2 separate regions of the Rattus norvegicus genome follow, and region 2 is linked to region 1. The links are chromatin contacts, called in public Hi-C maps. All regions are on one chromosome and are shown on one strand. Each heading gives the region's core, a stretch centred on a gene start, on an enhancer-like site or on the middle of the called end of the contact. The rest is flanking DNA. Distances are from core to core; before and after follow the strand shown. Region 1 overlaps Gcn1 (GCN1 activator of EIF2AK4). Region 2 overlaps Gcn1 (GCN1 activator of EIF2AK4).

Region 1 (6,522 bases), core at 3,487-5,986:
CTGTCTCCATGTATGTCTAGATGAAGATGTCAAATCCCCAGGAACTGGAGTTGCAGACAGTTGTGAGCTGCTGTGTGGTTGCTGGGAATTGAACCCAGGTCCTTTGGAAGAGCAGACAGTGCTCCTAACTGCTGAGCCATCTGTTAACCCCACCCCACCCCCCACCCCCTACACACACACACACACACACACACACACACACACACACACACACACACACACACACACACACACCTCCTCTTGTTTTAACAGAGTCTTACTAAGTAGTTCTGACTCTTCTGGAACTTGCTGGGATTACAGGTGTGTACCACCATGCCTAACAGTTTTAGTTTGAGTTTTTATTTTTAAATTACATTTTAACATGGTCTATGGGCACACACCTGTGTGCATCTGGAGGCCAAGGGACAATTTGAAGGAGTGGGTTCTCTTCTATGTGTCACCAGGCAGCAGGTGTCGTTACCCACTGAGCTACCTTGCCAGTGTCCCATGAGGCATTTCTGCTTTGAAGATTATTCCCTAAATCTGAATGCGCCTCATCAAGCCATAAACATTTTAAGGTAAAGAAAGAAAAGAGGACAGTGAGATTTTGACAGCAAAGTTCCAGAAGTAATTTCCTGAGGATCCACGGGCAGTGCTCCCAAGAAAGAGCTGGAAGGCTCTGCTGGACTGGGCTTGTGTGTTTCCCTGAGCAGTTGTGCCAAGCCTTCAAGGAGGTGCTGAGAAGAGGTGTCCTATCCAGTTACCCAGATGTTTTGTGAGCCATGAGGCCCTCCCTGTCTCTCTCTGTTGTCAGAATGCCGGTGTCAGGGTCCACAGTGGAGCAGGGCCTGGAGAAGACAGGGGTCGGGTCTCTCCCTGAACCAGTGTCTTGTGTTGTTACAGGACTTGGCTCCTTACCTGCCCAGTGTGACACCTGGCCTGAAAGCCTCACTCTTAGACCCTGTCCCTGAGGTGCGTATGGGCATAGCCCAGTATCTGGAAAATTCCTTCCTGGAAATTCCCCCGCAAGTCACATGTGTGTCTCTCAAGCGAAGGGAAGAAGGCTGGGGTTCTTCCTGCTTCTTCGTGGTCCTCACTGAGCCATATCTCCATCCATGTCTGTTGTGGCCTATGTGACAGGTGCGCACAGTGTCTGCAAAGGCTCTTGGGGCCATGGTGAAGGGCATGGGAGAGTCGTGCTTTGAGGACTTGCTGCCGTGGCTGATGGAGACTCTGACATATGAGCAGAGCTCTGTGGACCGCTCAGGCGCTGCCCAAGGTGAGACCAGAATAAGCCCAGAGGCTGGACAGGAAGCCTTTGAGGGGCTTCTGGGTCCAGTTGTTGATTTCATCCTTGTCCTTCAGGGTTGGCTGAGGTAATGGCTGGCTTAGGAGTAGAGAAGTTGGAAAAATTGATGCCAGAAATTGTGGCCACTGCCAGCAAAGTGGACATCGCACCCCATGTCCGAGACGGCTACATCATGATGTTCAACTACCTGCCTATCACCTTTGGGGACAAGTTTACCCCTTATGTGGGGCCCATCATCCCTTGTATCCTCAAAGTAGGTACCAGTGACAGTGCTGGGGAGGGAGGAAGACAGGAGGACAGGATCCCTTCCTGCCCTTCAGTAAGCCCCGGGCTGACCGCCCTCTGCATGTTTAGGCTCTGGCTGATGAGAATGAGTTCGTTCGTGACACCGCCCTCCGTGCCGGCCAGCGGGTCATCTCCATGTATGCTGAGACAGCCATTGCCCTGCTGCTGCCCCAGCTGGAGCAAGGCCTCTTTGATGACCTCTGGAGAATCCGGTGAGAAGTGGCCCCACCCCAACTCTTAGGAACCCTAGTTGAGAAGTTCGTGTTGCTGAGAACTCTCAGCTCTCCACAAGGTCCCCTCATGGCCATTTTATCATCCTGGTTTCCTGAAGCAGAGGTGGATCCCTCCCCCTGCGGGGTGTGTGCGCATGTGCACACGAGTGTGTGTGAAGTATGTGCCGTCCTCCCTGGATCATACGTGCTCTTCCATGTTATAAAAGTTACCTACTTTACGTGCATGAGTGTTTTCCCATGGCGTCTGTACACCATGTGTGTGTCTAGTGCCAAAGAGATCAGAAGAAGACATTGGATCCTCCAGAACTAGAGTTATGGATGGTTGTAAACCGTCGTGTGGGTGCTCTGCAGGAGCAGCCAGTGCTCTAACCACTGAGCCTCCATACATACTTTAAAAATAAGTTTGGGGGCTGGGGATTTAGCTCAGTGGTAGAGCGCTTGCCTAGGAAGCGCAAGGCCCGGGGTTCAGTCCCCAGCTCCGAAAAAAAGAACCAAAAAAAAAAAGTTTAATCCTCTGTTTTGGTGTGTGTGGTGTGTGTGTGTGTGTGTGTGCATGCGTGTGTGTGTGTGTGTGTGTGTGGTGTATGTGTGGTGTGTGTGTGCATGTGTGTGTGTGCGAGAGTGTGCATGTGTATGTGTGCATGTGTGCTCGAGTGTGCATGTGTGTGGTGTGTGCATGTGTGTGGTGTGTGTGTGTGTGTGTGTGCATGCGTGTGTGTGTGTGTGTATGTGGTGTATGTGTGCATGCGTGTGTGTGCGTGTGTGGTGTACAGGGGTTGAGCTCAGGGTATTCTGCATGTTGGGCAAGTGCTCACTGATGAATAGTGTCCAGTCCTTTTCCCCGTGACAGAAGTAGCACTAGTAGAAAGTGCGTGAGGCACCAGATGTGGCTGCGCATGGCTTTAATCTCAGCACTCAGGAAGTAGAGGTGGCGGGTCTCTGTGAGTCTAAGGCCAACCTGGTCTACAAAGTGGGTTCTAGGACAGCCAGGGCTACACAGAGAAACCTGTCTCAAAAAAAATAAAGGAAGAAGCAACAGCATAAGGATCTGTGACCAGATGATGCTTGTCTTAAGATCGCCACCATGGGTGTTTGCGGTACATTCCCTTGAAGTCATCTTCTGTGCAGTAATGGACCCTACCCTAACACTGTCCCTGAGGCTGTATGACTCTGCTCTTGGCCTCAGGTTCAGCTCTGTTCAACTCCTTGGGGACCTCCTGTTCCACATCTCTGGGGTCACTGGGAAAATGACCACAGAAACAGCCTCTGAGGATGATAACTTTGGAACTGCTCAGTCTAACAAGGTGAGGGCCTGGCGCTGGCTTCTTCCTCACAGCTATGGAGTGCAAGCCCTGACGCCATGCTCTGGAGGCCTCACCCTGTATTCTCTGTCTCCCTCTGTGGGTCACAGGCAATCATCACGGCCCTGGGGGTCGATCGGCGGAACCGGGTCCTGGCAGGGCTCTATATGGGCCGCTCAGACACCCAGCTGGTGGTGAGGCAGGCGTCACTGCACGTGTGGAAGATTGTCGTTTCCAACACTCCCCGCACCCTGCGAGAGATCCTGCCCACTCTCTTTGGTCTGCTGCTGGGTTTCCTGGCTAGCACGTGTGCAGATAAGAGAACGGTGAGTTTGCTGGGCCTGGCCGCGCCCCAGCCCTAAGCTCGTCCTCTCAGAGCTTGGGGAGCTGGAGGGGAACATGGGTGGGCATCCTCTATGTAGCAGGGCAACATTAACTAGTTCTTCAGCCATTCAGCAAATACTCGCTATGTGCCACACTGGGGCCCACTCTCATGGACACAGTGGCAAGGAAAGGAATCTCCCTCACTTTTAATGAGGTATTTATCAGTCTGGTAGTCACAGGCATGTGTCAGATGTGCTTGTGGCAAGTGCAGCTCACAAGCACTCACACCTACAGTAAGACCTGTGGCCCAGAGAGGTCCCGACGCTTCTCAGAAGTGGTCTGAAGATGAAGTTAGTGAGCGCTGCCCAGCTGGGGAGGTGGGAAAGCGAAGACAGCTTCAGTGGGACCTGTCAGACGACCTGCATCAGCTGCGCTGGCCCTGTGGGGAGCAGGGTGTACGTGGCTTAGGGAAAGCCAGGGCCAGGCCACTGTAGCTGGGGGGGTCCATGGGGAGGAGCTGCGCTGTGTGAGGTGAGCCGGCTGGGCGGAGAGAGACGGTCAGGTGAGGAGGATGCGCCCAGGCTGGACTGAATTCACCCTGCTCGTCCCCTTTGGCCCACTTCCGGTTGCTGGCCTTGGTAAGCCAGTGTGTATTCAGCTTTAAAGAAGAGTTGGTGTGATGCCTCAAGCCAAAGTTAATCTTTGTCCTTAAGTCGTTTGTTACAAATTAGTTCCTTTTGAGCAAAAGCACTGGGCTAGGTGTTGGCTGAGCAGGAAGCCTGGCTTTCTGTCCACTCTGGTGAGCTTCATGTGGGGTGTAAGGCTGACACTTGTGCTGTGCATGCATGTGAGACGGACCTGGTCTGTTTTGTTTATGTAAGTGTTTATGGTTTATTTTTGGGACAAGGATTGTGCAGGCTAACCTCAAACTCACGGTCCTCCTCCCTCAACATTCCCAGTGCTGGATTACAGCATGGGCCACCATGCCTGGTCTCCACCACACAGCCTTAAAGATAGAGCTGTTGTTTGGTTGTTTGGTTGGTTTTTGAATCATGTGTAAGTGATAATGTGTGTGTGAGAACATAGACGTGAGCATAGGTGCCCACAGAAGACAAGTGAGGGTGTTGGGTCCCCTGGAGCTGGGCACCAAACAAGGGTCTTTCAGAAGAGCAGTGAGTCAGGGCTCTTGGCACTGAGCCATCTTCCTGCCCATTTTGTTTTGTTCTCTTTTGTTTGGTTTAGACAGAATCTTTGTCTGAGGCTGGCCTTGAACTCAGGGCAGCCAGTTCCCTGCTCTAGCCTCTCCCACACTAGAATCATAGGCACAGTGGCAGGCAGCAGTAGCTTCATTTTCGCTGTGCGTTCAGTGTCATCTAAGGAGGTGACCGCTCAGGTGTGGCCTCTGAGCTGCAGAGCCTCATTCTGGAATTGCTGTCTGGGCTCCCTGGGTTGGCAGAGACTGGGTGTGCTGCTGACTCCCTCTGTGCTGACAGATTGCAGCCAGGACGTTGGGAGATCTTGTCCGGAAGCTGGGGGAGAAGATCCTCCCTGAGATCATCCCCATCCTCGAAGAAGGGCTAAGGTCTCAGAAGAGCGATGAGAGGCAGGGCGTGTGCATCGGGCTCAGCGAGATCATGAAGTCCACCAGCCGGGATGCTGTGAGTACCTTTACAGGGTCTGCAGCCGTGGGGGACGAATGGCTCACTCTGGAGGGTGTAGTCACCAGAGTGCGTTACCCACCGTGTGCAGAATGTGTCCTCAGCTAAAATCTCAGCAAGAGGCCTTAGGAAGCCAGAGACGACTCTCCTCACTGCGTCCCTCAGTGCGTTAGACTCCATGTGTGTGCCGCCTCCCTGGGGGAGGGTGGCAGAGGCAGGAGGGTCGTGTTTCCTGGGCACAGAGCCCTCACCAGGCCTATTGGAGACTAAAGATTTTCTAGCACAGGAAGCGTTTGGTTTAGAGGTCAGACCGAGGAACTCGTCTTTCCAAGAGAGCTGGAGGGCAGGTCTTGGAGCTCCTGCTGTGGTCTGTGGAGTTCTGTAGAAGACAGGAAGCAACTGGGACTTAGCGATTACGTGAATTTTTAGTTACTAATTCTCGGTGAGGGGCTCCTGGGCTGCTCAGGTGCTCTCTGTCTTTTTGTACTTCAGTTTCATGGTCAGAGTCGATAGAATGGTCTAGCACAGGGATCTGGCTGAGCTGGGGTCCCGGCCACATGCCTATGCTTGGCTTGTTGTAGGTGCTCTATTTCTCTGAGTCCCTTGTGCCCACGGCACGGAAGGCACTATGTGATCCCCTGGAGGAGGTCCGGGAGGCGGCGGCCAAAACCTTTGAGCAGCTGCACTCCACCATTGGCCACCAGGCTTTGGAGGACATTCTCCCGTTCCTGCTGAAGCAGCTGGTGAGTGGGTCTCCCTCACACCGACCAATGTGGCCTTTACTGTGTGCGACAGCGAAACACAGGGGAGATCGCAAGATGGCAGGAATTTGGGCTCTGCAAGGGAGTGGGTGCCACAAGATCTGATGTGGCTTTGTGCCTGTCCTTGAACAGTAAGTAAATATGGGTGACAGGGAGGTGAGTGGGGGAGGCATCCTGGCAGCAGGGATGCGGTCGGAGCCAGCTCCTCAGTCCTCCCCATGCTCCTCTCAGGATGACGAGGAGGTGTCAGAATTCGCCCTGGATGGTCTGAAGCAGGTCATGGCCGTTAAGAGCCGTGTGGTGCTGCCCTATCTGGTACCCAAGGTAAATCTCCACACACCGCACACACCCCAGTCCAGGGGCTTCTGTGCATGTGCAATGGTGGGTCTGGCAAGGTACATCAAGGAGCTCAGGTACTCCTTTGTCTTTCAAGATGTGTGGGAGCAGGCCCTCAGGTCAGAGCCAGGGAGTGGCCTCCCTTAGTGTGGGGAGTGGGCTCCCTTAGGCAGAGTGGGGAGTGGGCTCCCTTGGTCCTTTCTCCTAGACCCCAGTCTGTAATTGCTGTCAGGATGACACTGTCTCTGTTCCCCAGCTGACGACACCACCTGTCAACACCCGGGTGCTGGCTTTCCTCTCATCTGTGGCTGGCGATGCTCTGACGCGTCACCTTGG
Region 2 (7,194 bases), core at 138-2,637, 47 kb before region 1:
CTCACACTCCATGGCATATGAGCATCTGAACAGGCGTGTAGTACACACACACATACACATGCATCCACTCCAGGCTGTGGGTGACTCAGTGGCAGAGGACTTGGCCAGCATCCACAAGACCCTAGGTTCTATCCCTGGCATTCCTCCTACAAGGTATTTTAGGGCTGAGGGCAAGGCTCAGGGATAGACTATGTGTCTGACCTGTATGAAGCCTTGTGTTTGACCCCTAGCGCAGTGAAAGCAGACCCAACAAATGGATGAGGGCATGGGGGTGGGGGGGGGAATGAAGAACATAGCAACAGTAGAAAAGTTTGGAAGCCAGAGAGTGAGAAGAAATACAGTTTGGTTGGTTGGTTTTTGAGACAGGGTTTCTCCATGTAGCCCTGGCTTTACTGGACTCTGTAGACCAGGCTGGCCTTAGACTCAGAGATCTGCTTCTGCCTCCAAAGGTGTGTATCACCACCGCCCTGTGAGATACAGGTTTTTGAGCACTGAAGGAAAGGAGTCCTGACCCGTGAGCTAGGAAACTCAGGAACCAACCTGAAATACATTGCCGAGCCTTAGAAAAGTGAAGCCAATGGGACCAGCTTTCCCCGGACTAATGGAGTTGTTTCTAGACTGGACTGGACTTGTCAGCACCACAGATAAAATAGCCTCACAACAGAGCAAATGACCATGAAATTTCAGAACTGTGGGGGAAAAAAAAGACCCAGAAGCTTGTAGAAAGAAAACCTGGTGTCCCTTCCAAAAGATGAAGGCAGAACCCAGGCATTCCTAGAGCCCCAACACAGGAGGATTAGAGTTGGAGGCCTGCTTAGGTACATAGTGCGACCGACCACGTCTGAACAAAATATGCTGGGATGGCTTTGGTCTTTCCAGCCCCAGCCAAAGGTTAGCATTCAGCGGAGAAATACAGTCGCTTCGGGATTCTGAGGGACAGTGATTTCAGCATAGAATTCTCGGTCATGACAAACTCGAATATGAGGCTAGAACCTTGTCACAGATGCTGGGATGGTTACCTTACATGCCTCCACCCAAGGGATTGCCTGCCAAACTGGGGAAGGACAGAAAGCTCGGGGAGACTCCTTCCCGATGAAGGGCAGAATTTTCTGGAATGAAGACACACAACCAAGAGTTTGAGTTGAATAATTAATAAGATTAGGAAAAACACAGCAAGCATGGTCGTGGGAAGGGCAATTATTAACTCCGGGGAAATAGGTACGCTGGGTGGAATAAGGAGCAGGGTTCACTAAATGGAGATCGGCAGTGTTTACGTGCAGTTCCAACAGCAGCCACTGCTGCTGGCTTAATATAAACCTGGGCTATTGGAGGGACGGAGAGTGCGGTGGGCTCTGGGTACAAGGCCAGGTGGCAGTAAACAAAGATCAAGAGTCCCAGTGCGAGCACCTCCATGCTCCATGGGGATAGTGGAGGTGACAACAGAAGTGCTGGCTAGGCTCAGACTTGGGGGATGGACCTGGAGTTCCTGGGCTCTTTGCCTGAATGAAAGTAAAAACAATGGAAGCTTAAAATAACTGAAGCAAGCCAGGAATGTGGCCACATTCCCTCACTCCCAGCACTCGAATGCAGGCAAATCTCTGAGTTCAAGGCCAGCTTGAACTATGTAGTGAGTTCCAGAACAGCCAGGGCCATGTAGAGAGACTACGTCTCAAGAAAACCAGAACCCCCCCCCCCAAAAAAAAATCAAAACAAGAAATAGTTTATAAGTTTGGACAGTTCATTGCTGAGAGAATTAGACCAGGAATTTAACATTAAGGAGAAAGCTGGCAGACCCAATACCCAGGACCCACTTTGTGGAACTCCCACAAGTTGTTCCCTAATCTCCACACTCATGCCTGCCTTCTCCAAAAGAAACCTGAAAGGAAAGCATTGTTCTTCGCCCTTGACTCAAGTTACTGATTTAAACTTCCTGTGAATGAACTGCCCTCAAAAACAATGTCCTCTTCCCCACTCTGAGCAAGATCGCCTCGCAGGAAGTTTGCAGACTGAGGCCCAGGAGCAGGTTTTCCCTGGTTTCTAAGAATGTTCACAAAATGCTAACTCAGATGATGGGGGCTCTGGGCATGTTGGTGCCCTTTTGCGGATCTGTTTGTTTTCAGGGTTAGTTTTGAGAACACAGATGCTGTGGCCATTGGCTTCACTTGTGTTGTGGAAGTGAGAGGCGGGTCTGTTGATGCTGCCCCTACAGGCTTATCAATGGCAGGCAATTTTGTGCTTTCAATGAGAATGCACTGGTCGACATGCTAGTCCCGTGAGGTAAGAGCTGTTAACTGCCGTGGTTGGAGAAACTGGAGATCAGAGCTGACGTTGTTTGAGCTGGTGTCCACAGCTAGTGAGAGCAGAATCGGGGTCCAGCTTCATAGTCTCCCCCTTCAGCTGTGTGTGCTTCTCTTCTGCCAGAATGGCCAGGGTCCTGCGTTCTCCCTGGGAGGTCAGAGTGTGACCTCAGAAAGGGAGGGCCTGCTGGGTACACAGCCGGCCTCCCAAGAGCCCACATCTTGCCCATCTTACCTAGAGTTCGGTTTATCTGGGTCAGGTGGGAAGTATACAGAAAGTAGCTTCTGAGCGTGGTTGGAGAGAGCTTGTCCGTTGTTCTTAAACTTACTTAATCTAAAATCAGAAATAACATTTTTAGTTCTGGTTAGTTCTAGATCTCTGCCTAAGTAGAATAATTGTTTCCTGGGATCATAATCAGTTATTTTGTTTGTTTGCTTTATATTTGTTTTCAGGGTTTTTGAGGTATGGTTTACATGTGTCTTAGTTAGGGTTTTACTGCTGTGAACAGACACCATGATCAAGGCAACTCTTTTTTTTTTTTTTTTTTTTGGTTCTTTTTTTTTTTTCGGAGCTGGGGACCGAACCCAGGGCCTTGCGCTTCCTAGGTAAGCGCTCTACCACTGAGCTAAATCCCCAGCCCCCAAGGCAACTCTTATAAGGACGACATTTAATTGGGGCTGGCTTACAGGTTCAGAGGTTCAGTCCATTATCATCAAGGCGGGAACATGGTAGCATCCAGGCAGGCCTGGTGCAGGAGGAGCTGAGAGTTCTACATTTTCATCTGGAGGCTACTAGGAGAAGACTGGCTTTCAGGCAGCTAGGATGAGGGTCTTAAAGCCCACGCCCACAGTGATACACCTACCCAACAAGACCACACCTCTAAATAGTGCCATTCCCTTGGCCAATCATATTCAAACCATGACAACTTGAAAAAAAAAAAAGTACCGTCATTCATTCATTTTCTTTTTTTTTTTTTTTTTGGTTCTTTTTTTCGGAGCTGGGGACCGAACCCAGGGCCTTGCGCTTCCTAGGCAAGCGCTCTACCACTGAGCTAAATCCCCAACCCCTCATTCATTCATTTTCGACAGGGTCTCTATGTAGACCAGGCAGGCCTTGAACTCACTGAAATTCTTCTGCCTCCCGCAGAGATTAAAGGTATATGCGACCGCACCTGGCTTGATCTTTTTGTTTGTTCTGTTAGACTGTCTAGTGTATATAGTGTATCTTGATCATACCCACTCCAGTTCTCCCTCTCCCTCCCGAGTGCCCAGGGCAGACCCTTTCACATTCATGTTCACTTAAATCTCATTTCCTGTGTGTGTGTGAGCTCCTGACTGACTGACTGTGCACTCTGTGTGTCTGCAGAGGCCAGAAGAGGGTGTCGGGTCCCCTGGAACTGGAGTTACAGATGGTTGTGAGCAGCCGTGTCTGTCGGTGCTGAGAACGGAACCTCAGTATTCTGCCTGAGCAGCACGCGCTCTTACCCTCTCAGCCATCTTCCCAGCCCCTCCCCTGTAAAAAGAAGTGTCTTTACCTTGCATGTGCACATGACTCTGCTCTTGTGTACCCATACCATGCTGTGCGTGGACGTCAGACTCCTGGCTTATGGGTCCATTGTCTCCTTTAGCGTTTGGTCCTTAGCTTTGATATTTGGTCGAGTTAATGCTGCTGACGTGTGCGTGGGTGTGGGGCTGCCTTCCAGTGCTCACATCTCACCCACAGTCATCAACCAGGGGTATATATTTGGGATATTTCTGAAAGGATATGTTCTGTCTAGAGGTTTTTGAATTTGGCTTTCCTTCTTCAAGTTCAAGAAAGGCATGTTGACTGGATTAAAATAGTGTATCCACATTGAGGGTGTTTTTTGTTCCCTGAGCCTGGAGATTCTACAGTGTCTAGAGAATTGATTGTCACAACTGGGGCAGGAGGAGAATGGGCTTCTGGCTGTGACTAGTGGGTGGAGCTGAGAAATGCTGCTGAAAATCCCATAACGCACAGAGGCAGCGTCCGATGACAAGTGCCTGTGCACACTCTGTGCACACGTACACCCTCAGCGTTTGTCACGTCTGCTGAAACGTTGTGTGGGTTTGGTCTTCACAGGTCTCCGAGACACTGAAGCGCTTTGCAGTGAAGGTGACAACAGCTAGTGTGAAGGAGCGGAGAGAGATTCTCAGTGAACTGGGGCGATGTATTGCTGGGAAAGGTGTGTATTTGCCCGCACTGCTGCGTCTTGTGGGAAGTCCGTGTGCTCTCACTTTGTTTAGTCCCTGAGCCGGCTCCTGCCTGCACCTTTTTTTTCCTTTTTTAAGTGTGCTTCAAAACAGGTGAAACATTTGGGTCAGTACAGGTAGGTTTGTTTTTGTTCTGCTTTTGAAACAGGGTTTCTCTGTGTAGCCCTGGCTGCCCTGGAACTTGCTCTGTACTCCAGGCTGGCCTCGAACTCAGAGGCCTGCCTGCCTCTGCCTTACTTACCGGAATCAAAGGTGAGCACCACCACTGCCTGGCCGTTTTTCATAGTTTTTTTTTTTTTTTTTTTTTTTTCCGGAGCTGGGGACCGAACCCAGGGCCTTGCGCTTCCTAGGCAAGCGCTCTACCACTGAGCTAAATCCCCAACCCCCGTTTTTCATAGTTTTAATTATGTTGATTCCAAATGTTTCTAAAGATACGTCAATCTTTGTTGAGTGGTACAGTGGGCACACAGACATTTTCTTTGTGGTTTGGGACACTGTTCCTTGTATGTCCACGGACATGAGAAGATGGTGGCAGGTGGTTTCCAGCTAAGGACCCTAAGCCTTGCTAAGATTGAGAGATCCAAGTTTTCTAATGCGCCCCGAGAACATTTCACCACAGGTGTTTGAATTTTACTACATCTTCTTTTTTTGTGTGTGTGGGGGGGTGGTTATTTGAGAAAAGGACTCCTTAGAATGACCCTGAGTCACCAGTCGCCTTTCTTTCTTTCTTTTCTTTCTTTCTTTCTTTCTTTCTTTCTTTCTTTCTTTCTTTCTTTCTTTCTTTCTTTCTTCCTTTCTTTCTTCCTTCCTTCCTTTCTTTCTTTCTTTATTTTATGTGTAAGTACACTATAACTGTCTTCAGACACACCAGAAGAGGGCATCAGATCTCATTACAGATGGTTATGAGCCACCATGTGGTTGCTGGGATTTGAACTCAGGACCTCGGGAAGAACAGTCAGTGCTCTCAACCGCTGAGCCATCTCTCCAGCCCCCGCCAGTCGCCTTTCTTAGCACTTGTTCCTGGAATTACAGGTGCACACTACTGCACCAGACTCAAACCAGCCAGCCTACCTTCCCTTCCCTACCCCGCTCCCTCCACCCCCCAGACATCCTCTCGCTGGGTGGACCCAGCCGTCTTGTAGCTCATGGCTGTCCTCTAGCCTCGACCTCTCTAGTGCTGAGCTCATGGATGTCAGCTACCACATCTGGCTTTTCCTACCAGTCTTCCCTCACATTCCTGCCTGCTGCTTCAAACCTGCTGTTGCCTGGGTGACAGCCAAGCTTGTTAAAGCTGTAAGTGATGTCAGCTGCTGCATGAGCATCTGGGTTGTCCTGGGTGCTGTAGGGATCATTATGCACCCTCGGAGGTGGCTCTCAGCTGGGCTGTAGTTGATTAAGGTCGCTGTGCAGTGCATGTGTGTACTGAGCCGTGCTGGGGGGTTCCGTGCAGAATAACCGCTTAAGTCCTGCATCCCTTACCCCATTCAGGAGGAAGTTTGACTCTGCGCCCCAGTTTATGAACCATTCTGCATCTTTTTTTTTTTTTTTTTTTTTTTTGGTTCTTTTTTTTCGGAGCTGGGGACCAAACCCAGGGCCTTGCACTTCCTAGGCAAGCGCTCTACCACTGAGCTAAATCCCCAACCCCAGCATTCTGTATCTTTAGAGGGTGGTTTTGCTTTTCTGGCCCTGAATGTACAGTTTGGGGTACGTTGTACTTGTGGAGTGCTCTGGAGTGAAAGCGCAGCCTCCTCCTGGGGTCTGTGGCTTTCAGTCCTCTCACACTCAGCCCAGGTTGAACATGAGCTAGGGATGCCTCTCCAAGGCTAGTGAGCGGGTGAGTGAGACCCTCTGCAGCTTGTGGGTGTTTCCTGTCATTGTTCCTGGTCTGTCAGCCTGTCCCTGGCTCTGGCTGCTGGTTTCCTTAGTGCCGAGAGCTCCACAGGGGCCGGTCTCCGTGCTGGGCTTGTTTGCTCTCCTTCGCCTGGGCTCCAGTGTCTCACACATAGGCCGAGTTTCCCCAGCCAAGCTTCCCTCTGCCAGCTGTATGCTGTGGTCTGGCGGGTGTGCTTGTCCCAGCCGACTCTGCCAGGCTGTTCTTGTTGCCCTCTACTGGCTGCTTGGCTTCCTGTTTACTTCCTCCTTGGGAGCTGGGATTTCAGCAGAGCCCACCCGGCGGGCAGGTGCCTTGCTGTACCGGAGTCTTAGAAGAGACCTGAGTGCAGGAGCTCTCAGTGTACCCACCCGTCTTCCTGCCCTCTGCTCTTCCCACAGCTGACTAATGTGTCAGCAAGTCGAGACTTTCAGAACCATCTAGTTACAGGCGCCTTTTCTGTCCTAGATCCTTGTGGTTCTTAGTCTTTGCTTTTTCCTTTTTTTCTGAGACGTGGTCTCTATGTAGTTCCCACTCTCCTTGAACTATGTAGACCAGGCTGACCTAGAACCCATAGAGATTCACCCGTATCTGCCACTGCCTCCCCGAGGAGGGCTTGGATTAAGGCATGCATCACCATCTGGCTTCTGGCACTTGCAAACTTTTGTTTGTTTGTTTGTTTTTGTCTTTTTTTTTTTTTTTTTTTTGGAGCTGGGGACCGAACCCAGGGCCTTGCGCTTGCTAGGCAAGCGCCTTGTTTGTTATTTTGTGTTCATGCCTGTTTGTGTCTGGTGT

What was found. A called contact is a pair of places that touch in the nucleus more often than the background predicts.
Region 2: a contact with region 1 is called in a Hi-C map of Schwann cells, with 2.5 times the contacts expected there. The contact joins two enhancer-like sites. A contact is called at or near these places in 6 of 12 Hi-C or Micro-C datasets (the A7r5 cell line, Schwann cells, frontal cortex and 3 more).

Annotation. Positions count from the first base shown.
Region 1 is chr12:46,660,730-46,667,251 of GRCr8, reverse strand. It overlaps Gcn1 (GCN1 activator of EIF2AK4), which reads left to right. Exons shown (of 58, transcript NM_001168664.1): 39 at 883-951; 40 at 1,120-1,258; 41 at 1,345-1,541; 42 at 1,643-1,785; 43 at 2,993-3,110; 44 at 3,218-3,433; 45 at 4,925-5,089; 46 at 5,671-5,832; 47 at 6,082-6,174; 48 at 6,443-6,522. Among named protein-coding and RNA genes, the nearest start is that of Rab35, 22 kb to the right of the region's middle. Within about 2 kb of position 4,736, at least 2 of the 93 cell types and tissues checked have an H3K27ac peak or open chromatin away from gene starts, as enhancers often do. A contact at or near this core is called in Schwann cells, where this site is marked.
Region 2 is chr12:46,703,749-46,710,942 of GRCr8, reverse strand. It overlaps Gcn1 (GCN1 activator of EIF2AK4), which reads left to right. Exons shown (of 58, transcript NM_001168664.1): 2 at 4,399-4,501. Among named protein-coding and RNA genes, the nearest start is that of Gcn1, 5.9 kb to the left of the region's middle. Within about 2 kb of position 1,387, at least 4 of the 93 cell types and tissues checked have an H3K27ac peak or open chromatin away from gene starts, as enhancers often do. A contact at or near this core is called in Schwann cells, where this site is marked.